2 separate regions of the Mus musculus genome follow, and region 1 is linked to region 2. Evidence: chromatin contacts called from public Hi-C data. All regions are on one chromosome and are shown on one strand. Each heading gives the region's core, a stretch centred on a gene start, on an enhancer-like site or on the middle of the called end of the contact. The rest is flanking DNA. Distances are from core to core; before and after follow the strand shown.

Region 1 (5,622 bases), core at 2,797-5,296, 2.0 Mb after region 2:
CCCCACTTCCAGTCCTAAGGAGTAATTTACTGGGGGAGGTGGGGGAGGGCACAGCCCCCGCCTCACGGTGGGATGCTCATTAACATTATCAGGTAGCTGCGTGTTTATAAGATCGATATAAAAAGAAATACCCTGTGCTTTTATGAATCCCATTCAAAAATATTCTCAATGCTAAAATGGAGTTATTTCTACGGTAAGGAAGGAGCCCCCTGTTCCTGTTAGAAGGCTCAAGGGTTGTATGAGCAGAACCTAGGAGCAGAAGAGAGAGGTGATGCAGGAGAGGGAAGTTGCCAAGTGATGCGTGGCTGGGTACCAGCTGACCATGCTTAGCAGAAAGGAAGAGTGTGTGCAAAGGGATAGACAAAGTATAGTTTGCCACAAATGGTTCCGCATTGCTGAACTGCTCATGCAGTTTCTGAACCCGTACTAACCAGGCAGCGACTCCAGCCATAGCTTCACAAGGGTAGACCCCATCCTACAGGGGCTGGGTGCAGGGGATTCCACGTTCATGGTTTAGAGATACAGTTTCTGACTACAGTGCTTATGAAGGAAGAAAGGAAGAAAGAAAGAAAGAAAGAAAGAAAGAAAGGAAGGAAGGAAGGAAGGAAGGAAGGAAGGAAGGAAGAAAGAAAGAAAGAAAGAAAGAAAGAAAGAAAGAAAGAAAGAAAGAAAGAAAGAAAGAAAGAAAGAAAGAAAGAAAGAAAGAGGGAAGGAGGGAAGGAGGGAGGGAAGAAGGAAGGGAGGGAAGGAAGGAGGGGAAGGGAAGGAAAGGAAGGAAGGAAGGAAAGAAAGAAAGAAAGAAAGAAAGAAAGAAAGAAAGAAAGAAAGAAAGAAAGAAAGAAAGAAAGAAAGAAAGAAAGAAAGAAAGAAAGAGCAAGCTTGGGACACAGCCAGAGTAGACCTGATAGAATTCCAAATGTAGGGTTTGATGTAAAAGGCTTGAACTAGAATCTTGGCAGGAGAAAAAAATGGGACAACCAGTCTTTCAAGACATTGAGAAAGTAGAATCTATCAGGGTTCCATGACGTGATGCAGCCAAGCATAAAGGAAATCAGAGTAAAGTGCCCTGCTCAAGGTAGTCCATCGAAGGTACAGGGCTAAACGGGATAACTAGGCAGATACAATGCCATGCCATTATGGTGAAGACAGCGAGAAAGGTGAAGGCACAGAGAAAAGATATATTCATTTCTGAGCCTATTGGCTCTGCCGTCTCAACTGCAGAAGAGTGGGCTGCCTGGAGAGCTAGCAAATCCTTTTTTAATATTTAATTAAACACCTATAGCTTATTGAAAATAGGTTAAAACATAAAAGTGTCTCGATCTAGCCCTAAGGAGACAATAAAGCAAAGGACTCAAAGAAGTGACTCCAAGAGTTTTATGTGACATCCATGGCCCTTGTGTGGTTCTGAGCCCTTATCCCTGGTGCCCAATACATTCTAACCACAACTGGTGCTTCTCAGGAGGGGGTGGTGGTATCCTGGCTTTTGTTTGGTGGTGGCAGTTTGCTATGTGTTTGGTTGATATTCTTGGCACAATTTCTGGTTTGGGTTTAGTAGGGAGGCAGTTGGCCTAGTACTCAGGTTCGAATCCAGGGCTTTTTGTATGTTTAGCAATCTATCTACCACTAAACAACACCGCCAGCCTTTAACCACTCTAACTTGAAGTGATTCTCACTAAAACACAAAGCAATGCAAGATTTTCCATTCCAAATGACTCAGCCTTCAATGCCTTGAAAACTAATAGAGTCAGTCGGTGTGTTCTCTTCAGCTGTGACTACTGAGGCCCGGAACATCACCTGGAAAAATGCAAAGTTCACGGATTCCTGGCCTCAGGCAGTTGCAAACCTTTGCCACGGGTAGAAGGCAGGCACACAACTGTAGTAAACAGACAAAATGTTCACACCCGGTTATTTTCTTTTTTAAACACTTGTGCCTGCCAAGTAACGCATTAGAACAAAGCCCACCGGGCCTGAGGCAGTTGCAACATCTGATCTTGGTGTCTAAATCCTCTCTGACATGTTCTAGGCAAACAGTTGGACCTGTGGAACCTTGCTGTTCCCATCCACTGTGTCAGAGTATTGCAACACGTGAAGGGAGCCCAGCATCCTCACATACCAGCTCTCTGAAGCCCCAGTTCTGGGTGTACAGTTTCCTCTCTCACTGTACTCATTTTCTAGGGCTGCACAGCAAAGTGCCAAAACCACACAGCTCAGTCCATGTGCCTTCACTGTGTCAACATTTGAAGCTTAGAAGTCAAAATGGGCATGTGAGCAGGGCTGGTTTCCTTGGGTGTGACACAGGAGCAGGCTTTCTCTTTGATGTGTAGACGACAGGTCCCTTCACGCTGCCCAATCTGCGTGTCTGCTCAGATTTGCTGTTGCCATAGAAACCCCATCACAATGGCCAGGACCTACCATAATGTCTTCATATTAATTTTATCATCTCTACAAAAAGCCTGTCTGCAAGCAATATCATAATACTAAGGATTAGGACCCAACGAATGAAATTTTGCATAATTCAGTCCACATTATTTTATTTTATTTTTAACACATTAACTTACTTTAAACTGTATTTTATTTATGTGCACATATGTTTGTGTGGATATCTGAGTGAGTGTATGAGCACATGTGTGTGCAAATATGGACAGAGACCAAAAGAGGGTGTCAGGTCCTTTGGAGCTGGAGTTAAAGATGTTTGTGAGCCCTGGATGTGGATCCAGACTCTTGGTCCTCATGATTGAGCATCGGAGCGCTCTTATCAGATGAGCCATCCTTCCAGCCTATTGTTTGATAATTATTTCTTAGCAGATATCATCAAGAAAAGGTTCTCTTCTTATGTGGGGCATGAAATTCAAAAGAGATCGAAAGATGTTGTCACATTCTTGCCACCAACAGGACAGAGGCACGCAGTCCCGGAGCCTAAAATTAGGTAAGTATATGATTAAGTGCTTAGGTAGACACTGGATCCCACTTCCCCACCAATCTCTCTAAAGCATGTCCTCCATCTGAGGAGATTCTTCCTTCTTCTTCCTAGACAGACACACTCCTGCCCCTCTCCCTTCACCCTCCACCCTCCACCTTCCACCCCTTCTCACCCACTTTACCACCTCAACTGAAACCACACTGAAGGGAACCACAGTCTAAAACCCAGAAAGGTAGCCAGGCAGCGCTGGCACAAAGCCTTTAATCCCAGCACTTGGGAGGCAGAGGCAGGTGGATTTCTGAGTTTAAGGCCAGCCTGGTCTACAGAGTGAGTTCCAGGATAGCCAGGACTACACAGAGAAACCCTGTCTTGGGAAAAAAACAAAACAAAACAAAACAAAACAAAACAAAACAAAACAAACAAAACAAAACAAAACAAAAAACAAAAAAACTCAGAAAGGACTAAGTAGGAGCCTCTAAATTTTTCAAAGATGTTTATTTCTTCCTTTTCATCTCTTCCCTCAACTCCCCAGAACACTGAAAAACAGTGTTACCCAAGAAGTTAAAACTAAGATTCCGGTGCCCTCTTTACATGACCCTGTCCTCAAAGACACCCTGAGAAGCCAAGAGCACCTTCTATCTCACGGTGAGAGAACCAGCTGCTTCAAAGAAGGAAGCCCACAAGGCCAGGAGGGAGAGCCCACGAATCCACTGAAGGGCGTGGACCCCAGCAAGGATGTCTCTGTCCCATGTCATGACCAAGAGCTGTCCACCAACAAGACAGAAGACAGTGGCGTGTCCAGCCAAGATGGTGAGAGAGGGTCAGCACCTGCTAATGAGACCAGATCTGAAAATGCCAGTCAAAAGCCACGTGGAGATGCTGATGTACAAAATTCCCCCAGCTCCGTGGACTATGCAGGAAGCTTCAAAGATGAACGCACAAAGCCATCCTTCCTAGAGCTGTTCGAAAAGGCCAAGAATGCTCACTATGTCCGCCACAGGGTGCCCCCCGAGTCTGAGAGATTACTTAGCATCGGAGAGATATTTGGACACAAACACTACTCACTCCCCAGAACAGGGGAAACACTGTGAAAATGGTGCCAAGTCCCTTCCTCTCTGCCTGTGTAATGTCGCCTGACCAGAAGATATTCTGTAATCACTATGGAAACGAGACCCTTCAAATAGCTGCCGTAGCAACGCACAGAAACAAGCAGAAATGCAAAATAAGCTTTCTTTTGCAACCTCGGGGACCCTGCCCTTTTGTTTGGTCTTCCTCCTAATAAACAAGGCCACTATGAAGAGGAAGGAGAGGGAAAATACTATGAAAATATTTTAAGTTGCGAACCTGGGCTTATTTTGAAGAAGAAAGTCTTGTTTGTCCGAAGCTCTGCGATGCTTAGAGTGCCACCTGCTGGTCAAATGGCATAGCTATTTGCCTAGTTTTCTTTGAGGTGGGGGGGTGGGAGGGGTGGGGAGGGTGTTGCATGGGAACTCAACTGAAATCACGTACGGTGACCTGGTCTCCAGATAAAAGCTGTTCTAGCCACAGCTCTGGTCTCCTTTTGAAGCATCTCCTCTCTTCTCCCTTTTGTTTCTCTTTCCTTCCCTCTCTCCACCCTCCCTCCCCTCCTCTCCCCTTCTCTTCCCTCCTTTCCTTACTTTCTTTCCAAACAGTTCCATTGGGTTTCTCTTTCCCAGTTTCCACATTAGTATCAAACATTTTTGGGTCCTAATGGAACTAATCTGTGTCCTTCCGTCTTCTCCCTACTCAAAATATCTTACGACCTGCTGCACACTTACAAACCTATGCCAGATTCAGTCAATAACAAACCGTCTCACAGTAAAATAAGGATAATTTCCATTTTAAAGTCATTGTTTTAAGCGAGTGTGATGCCACATGTTTATAACTCCAGTATCCCGGTATTTGGGACGCTGAAGCAGGAGGATTAACAGAGACTAGTGACACAGTGAAACCCTGTCAGGACAAGCTCTCTTAGGAAAACAAAGACCACTGGTTTAAGTAGGTCAGCATAGCCTGGGTCCCACTGAATGAACTGAGTAAAACTGGTCCCCTACCTAGATGGCCTGAATTTCACACTTAAAACAAATGGTGTCATTTGTCATCAGAAAACAGCAGCTCACAGCTAATCCATTTAAAATCCTATTCCTCGCCTAATAATACACCAAATAAAAATTTCACGTTTATCGTTTATAGTGACTTCTTTAGAAAAACTATCTTTTACTTTTAAGTCCAAGATCAAATAGCAACTGTTAAATTCAAGTTTTCAACCCTATAGCAAACTTGGAAACCAAAAGGATAAATTCAGGACTTATATATTTGTTTTGCAAGTATTTGTTTACTTTGAATTAGTTTGTTTCTTTTTTCTTTTTGGTTTTTTGATTTTTTTGATTGATTGATTGATTGATTGATTTTGAGACAGTGGTTAAACTTGCTGTCCCAGGTTGGCCCTGAACTCCCAGGTTCAGCAATCCTCCTGCCTCACCCTCCTGAGAAGCTGGCATTGTAGGCTCTTACAGTTAAGCAGACATATTTGTTGCAGTCTACCTTGAGGACATCTTGAAGAACTAGAAACTATTTATATCGAAAATGATAAAGGACCCCATCGTCTAATACTAAAGCTCCTAGGGGTTAAATTAATTCAAATTTAATGACAAAGTATGAATTAATTGTGTTTAGTTTAA
Region 2 (6,205 bases), core at 897-3,396:
TGTGTCTCACACAGCTCCTCGCCTAGGTTTCTATCCACATTTATAAGTGTGAAATGAGTGCGCAGAGCAGTTTCTGAGGTTTATTGGAAGAAACGGAGGCTGTGTAAAAAGCACAGACTGGGAACATGATGCAAAGTGGGAAGAAGCAGCTACGGTTCAAGGTCCTGGGTTCCTCAGGCTGGGGAGGCAGAGAGGCCCAGGGCAGAGACAAAATACTTGGGAAGCTCGAGGCTCCGCTCACGACCAGGTGGACCGCTCATCGTGGTGGATGCTGAAATGTTTACTATACAAACAAACACCCAAATTTGCTTTTATTTTATTTTCTAATTTCATCTGTTGCGATGCTTCACACTGCACACTTTGCTTAGAGCAGGTTAATTGCAGGATTACAAGGATGTGCGGAGGCCAGGGATTGATTATGCATGGCTCAAGCCTCCTTTGCTAAAGGAAGGTCATTTCATAATCTAAAACCATCAGCCCCTGCTGTTCCCCAAGAACTGTACCAGTTCCATTCCAAAGGTTTGCCTGCTTTAGACATAGGAAGTAGCCAAAGAAGCCCCACCCACAGAAGCTAGAGACCAGAGGTAATCAGCAGCTTCCACAGACATAGAACACCACTAAGTGTCTCCCTCATTCTTTCTTTTCTCCCAGGCTAGGATCTACCCAGCTAGCTCATGGTTGAAACCAGCTTGAAATTGACTGGCTTTTGTAAGGTTTTTGCACTTTGTTGTAGCTTCCATGTCTTTATCTCCAAGGAGCTTTTGGCAATGTCTGGGGGCACTCTGACACACATTTGTCAATAATGAAATAGGTAGGACACTATTGGCATTGAGTGGGCCAAGTCCGCGGGTGCTGCTTCGGAAGCCATATGCAAAACAGCCCTGAAACAAGAAAATATGAAGAGGAGAAGAGGTTGGAATGCTCAGTGGTCAAGAGTACTGAGGCTCTTCCAGAGGTCCTGAGTTCAATTCTCAGCAAACACATGGTTGCTCACAACCATCTAAAATGTGATCTGATGCTCTCTTTTGGCATGTAGGTATACATGCAGATAGAGAACTTATACATAAAATGAATAAATAATAAATGAATAAATCTTTAAAAGGGGGTACCTGGAGAGGTGGCTCAGTGGTTAAAAGCATACTGTCTGCTCTTCCAGATGTCTTGAGTTGAATTCCCAGCAACCACATGGTAGCTCACAACCATGGGATCTGATGTCTTCTTCCAGTGTGTCTGAAGACAGAGACAGTATACTCATGTACATAAAATAAATAAATCCTTTGGAAAACAAAGAAAAGAAAATACTCGGCTCAGATATCAACAGTAAGGAACATTAGAAACCCTGGTTTGACTGGAACACGGTCAGGTTTATTTCTGTACTGTATCTAGCTTCTACAATATGCCATGACAATGATATTAAGCAGCTAAGACCAAAATACTCTGGTCTCCAAATCCTGTCATATTTTCTGCCTGCCCCTATCTGACAGAAGTGCTATGGTCCCCGAGACCTAAAACATTTCTGTCTGTCCCAGGAAAATGTTTCTGATTTGAATCGAGAGCATCCTTTAAGAACTTCACACAAACAAGAAAAAGAGTATTCTGAAAATGTGTCTCGCTATATCAAATATCCCTCAGCAATCCGTTGTTTCTACCACATCTGGTGTTGTATTTTAGTTCCATGGCTTTCCCATTACCCCTCTATCATATCTTTTTTATTCTAAAGCCTCTTCCAGGCACTGAGCTAAGCCTGCTGCCATTAGAAGGCTGTGTGTTTCCTACTCCTTGGGGGGCCTGTAGCCCAGAGGGGGAGGCGGATATTAATTAAACCATCACCCTAATGAATGTATGATGACAAACCATGATCAGAACTCAGAGGCGGGAGACAGCTCTGATGACAGTTGACTGGGGCTCCGGGCATATGGAAGTTAAGTAGACTAAGACTGTGTGAATGTGTTTGTGGTGTGTGTGTGTGTGTGTGTGTGTGTGTGTGTGTGTGTGTGTGTGAGCTGAATATGTGTATGGGGAGGAGTGGGGGGTTAGCTTGGGGAAGAGGTGGCTCTGTGAGTCCGGCAACCTGGAGGAGAGTGGAACACTGGCGGATGAAGGATCCAGCGATGTGCTAGTGGGAAGTTGGTGAGGACCCAAGAAAAACCACGCAAGCCAGATGGTGTGCTGAGTCTTATCCTAAGAACGTCAAAGCAGAGAGAAGCCACTGAAGGATCTGGGAGGAGACTTGATCAGATTTGCATATGAAGTTCCTAGATTGTCAGACAAGGGAGAAAAAGTTGAGCTCGTTAAAAACTGAGCTATTTTGAAAACAAGTTAGCTGATTGATTAACTTTTAAAGACCCAATTAAGCTTTTGTGTCATCGTTTCCCGCCTTTATACCTGACAGAGTTTGAAAAGGGGCCACGTTCAAATATGATCGTCTTCCTTTTCAAAGAAGCAGGTTTCTGAGCAGAGGTGCAGCTGGAATTTACCCGACTGCGATTTCTAAGGTCATATTTCCTTTGAAGATCAGTTGAATATTTATGTGTGTGTGTAGAGGTGTTGGTTTTTGATGTTGCTAACATTTCCAATTCTCATGGTGAGTTCAAACTTCTCTAAGACTTTTAAAACATGCTTGCCAAAGAACCAGAATCGATAGCTCACCAAATAAATTCTCTGTGATGTCGACCATTTTTTCCTGTGCATATTGTGTTTTTTTTTAAAAAAAAAAAACAATTTTAATTTTCCTCTTCTCTCCTCTGCATGGTGGATCGTAGCTATTGCATTATGTTTTATTACTGTCTGGAACTTGTCTTTTATCAGTAAGGCCTTTGAAGATTCAAGTCCCAACCTTTCTTTGTGAATAAACTCAACCCAATACTCCACTGTGTGGGTTGTGAATTGGTATTTGTTACCTTGAACTTGTGACCTTCCTTTCTCAAACAAGTATTTCTACCCTAGATCTGGTGTTTTCAAAGCCCAGTACAACTGACAACCTGGATTGTACACAATGTTGCAGTGGTCCTCGACCTTCCTAATGCTGCAACCCCCTTAAATACAGTTAGTCATGCTGTGGTGACCCCCAACCAGAAGATTATTTTCATTGCTACTTCATAACTGTGATTTTGCTACTGTTGTGGATCGTAATGTAAATATCTGATATGCATGTAGATGGTCTTAGACCACCCCTGTGAAAGCATCATTTGGTCTCCAGAGGGGGTCCTGACCCACAGGTTGAGAACTATTGTTTCAAGGGACCATAGTAATACTTACTTGTGTATATAGTTTCGTGCTTGTGTCCATGCTGCAGAGAGGAAGGCGACTAGTTGCCATAGTGACCAGAAAGGTACAAGTCTAAAATATTTACCATGCAGCCCTTTATGGGAAAACCTTGTAAGCCCCATTCTAAAGAACATTTGCAGCTATTCCTATTCCTCTTACGTATCTAGTAGTAGACTTAGTAGCTGCTGTGCAGAGTGAGCACCCTTGCCTTGCTCCTGAAGCCTCTGTATTTTCCTGCAGGTTGGATAAGAGCATGTGGAGGAAGGACCTGCTCTCCTCAGCAACACTTCGCTAAGCTAAGCATTTCATCTGCGTTGTCTCTCATAATCCTTATCACAGTCCCGTAAATTAGATACTATTATCGTCACTTTGCAAATGAATACATTTACAAGCTAAATAACTCACAGGACTTGTAGGCAGCAGAAATGGGAACTTGATTCAATTTCTATCTTTGCTTCTGGACTCTGAGTGGCACAACTGTGGTGAATTGGTTAACAAAGGGAAAGCAGGAAAGAGGCTTCGGAAAGAGACCCTTGTTTCCTGTAATGGATGTAAGGCTATTAGCTGTGTAAACGGAGGCACGGCGTGGGTGCCAAGGCTGTTCAGAAGCCACTGATGGCTTCTATGGTACCCGACGTTCATTCTCTTCTGGAGAGGTTTTAGTTGCATCCTGAAGGGCACATGAGACAGAACCGAGTCTAGGAAATCATTTGACCTGAGTGAAGTTCTAACATGGGCCATATTCAAATCCCTTCTTCACGGTTGCCAGAACATTCCATGGGAATGCAGAATTACTAAAGAAACCACTCCTTCCCAGCCCCATCTGTCAACACTGGAATATTTGCACTTCACAAGCAGCCTGTGCGGCCCATGAGAGCATTGCTGCTGCCATCACAGGGCTGCCAGCACTAGCGCCTAGCCCTGAGATGCTGGGGACTTCTTCCCTGACATTCTGTGGCATTGCCTGCAGCAAAGCTAAACCCTTGATCAGCTAGTCAGGCTGACTTGACTGCTGTAGAACGCATTGGATGGACCTTTCTGAACCCAAGTTCCCCTTGTTCCCGGGTGCACAAACTGATGTGCGCAAACAAATTCATGTCAACTCTCAGCTGCCCTACTCTAACAGGTTCTTTTCAAAAGAATATGGTATTTGATGTAATTGAAATTCTTACTTTCCCTTGAAGCAATTTGTTTGAAAAATAATATATTTTTTAAGACTCTTCAAAAATGGAATAAAATTACTTTTTACTCTAGGGTTTTCTTTGCTCTGTGATAAATGAAGTATTAACTACGATAGCTATTAGCATCCCTGGTCTACAGACAGGTCACTACAGTTGACTAAGTTAAAATAAATAGAAAATTTAAAGTCCCCAACTATAAAATGAATTGCCCAACAGATGCAGCAGGCTCCGAAGGAATCATTGAGTGCTATTTAGCTAAATAATATCCGTGCTAACAAGTCCCACAAAACAGATTTCTGTGACAATGTTCATTCTACAATGGCCCTAAACACACATCACACCATAAGGATTCTATCAGCTAATTAATACAGGGTGAGAGCTTTAAACAGAGAAATTAACTCAACAGGAACCTTATAACTGATAGCACAACACAGCACAAGGAGAACCCTTAAGTCTCCACTTGACTTTGGCCTCTGAGCACAGGGACCTCTCCCCCTCCCCTCCCTCTCCCTCCCCCTCTCCCTCCCCTTCCTCCCTCTCTCCCATCTTCCCTATCCTCCTCCTCCCCTTCTCCCACCCCTCCCCCCTCTCCTGTCCTTCAGCATGAGCAACGAGGAGTCCTGGCTTCTCAATCAGTCCTAATCTCCTGAGGGATGCTCATTCTTGCAATATGTTTTGAAATCTCCATTGTGTACTAGACATGTGACACATGCAACTCATGGCTCCACTGTCTTCAATCCTTTGTGGTACATACATTCTTAGACATGTTAGGCAGCACTTGCTGGTTAGCACAGATCTGAAGCCTAGATGTGCAACAGTGGATGGACAAATACTGAAAATGTGCTTTGGAAAGCTCTTGAAGTTTAAGAATATGAGCCTCGGATGCTTATTAACTTTCAATTGCCATCCCATGGCCAATGAATTCCAAGCTCATAGTGGCCTTTTGCAGCTAAAGGTAAGCAAGCGTAAACTCCCTAGCTCCCAGGAAGTCCAATAAGACTAGATCTGATGAACATATACGTGGACAAGTCCCAACCCTTTCTTGCAAACCAGAGACATTCTGCGAGAGTCTGGCCTGATTATAAAAATATTGCTACATAAGTTCAAGTTAAAATAATATTTTCTCCTTTCAGTTTTGTGAGATAGCTGAGTCTGTGAAGTGCTTGTAAGCATGAGGGGCTGGCTTCATTCACAAGAACCCCCAGTACCCACATAAATGAGCCACATATCCTGGAACACACTTGCGATCCCAGCACTGGGAAGATGGAACAGGTGGATCTCTAGAGCATGCTGGTCAACCAGTCTAGCTTAGCTAGGAAGTTTAACACCAGTCAAAAGACCTTGTTTCAACAAGTAAGGTGGTAAGACTGTGCCAAATAAATGACACTTGAGGTTGACCTATGACTTCTACATGTATCTGGAAGCACACTTATGTGAACATGCACACACAGGTATTTACATACACACACACACACACACACACACACACACATACATACATACACACACATACATACACACACACACAGAAATCTTTTCCTTTATTTTTAAATAAGTTATACACACTCTTTCCATGATGCAAAGCAAGTTTCTTCCTGTCTTGTCAGCTGGGAAATGCATAGTGAATATGTATGTGTTGTTGGGAATTTGATCTTTATGTACAAACTCAGCATTCAACGGCTCCAGATATACCTATGGCCCTTACATTTGCTCACAATTTATTGACTCAAATTGTCAGTAAGTAACTGTAATCTAGT

What was found. Hi-C and Micro-C count contacts between places; a contact is called where the count stands out from the background.
Region 1: a contact with region 2 is called in a Hi-C map of cortical neurons, with 11 times the contacts expected there. The contact joins two enhancer-like sites. A contact is called at or near these places in 4 of 39 promoter capture datasets (cranial neural crest, embryonic stem cells, hippocampal neurons and 1 more), 15 of 484 Hi-C or Micro-C datasets (the AtT-20 cell line, cerebellum, cerebral cortex and 6 more), 1 of 115 datasets of contacts at active chromatin or transcription factors (astrocytes) and 1 of 9 other capture datasets (embryonic stem cells).

What each region holds. Positions count from the first base shown.
Region 1 is chr1:169,930,190-169,935,811 of GRCm38.p6, forward strand. It overlaps Ccdc190 (coiled-coil domain containing 190), which reads left to right. Exons shown (of 4, transcript NM_001033185.2): 3 at 2,806-2,926; 4 at 3,453-4,464. The coding sequence ends at 4,011. Among named protein-coding and RNA genes, the nearest start is that of Ccdc190, 4.1 kb to the left of the region's middle. Within about 2 kb of position 4,047, at least 50 of the 459 cell types and tissues checked have an H3K27ac peak or open chromatin away from gene starts, as enhancers often do. A contact at or near this core is called in cortical neurons, where this site is marked.
Region 2 is chr1:167,943,910-167,950,114 of GRCm38.p6, forward strand. No RefSeq gene overlaps it. Among named protein-coding and RNA genes, the nearest start is that of Lmx1a, 260 kb to the left of the region's middle. Within about 2 kb of position 2,147, at least 13 of the 459 cell types and tissues checked have an H3K27ac peak or open chromatin away from gene starts, as enhancers often do. A contact at or near this core is called in cortical neurons, where this site is marked.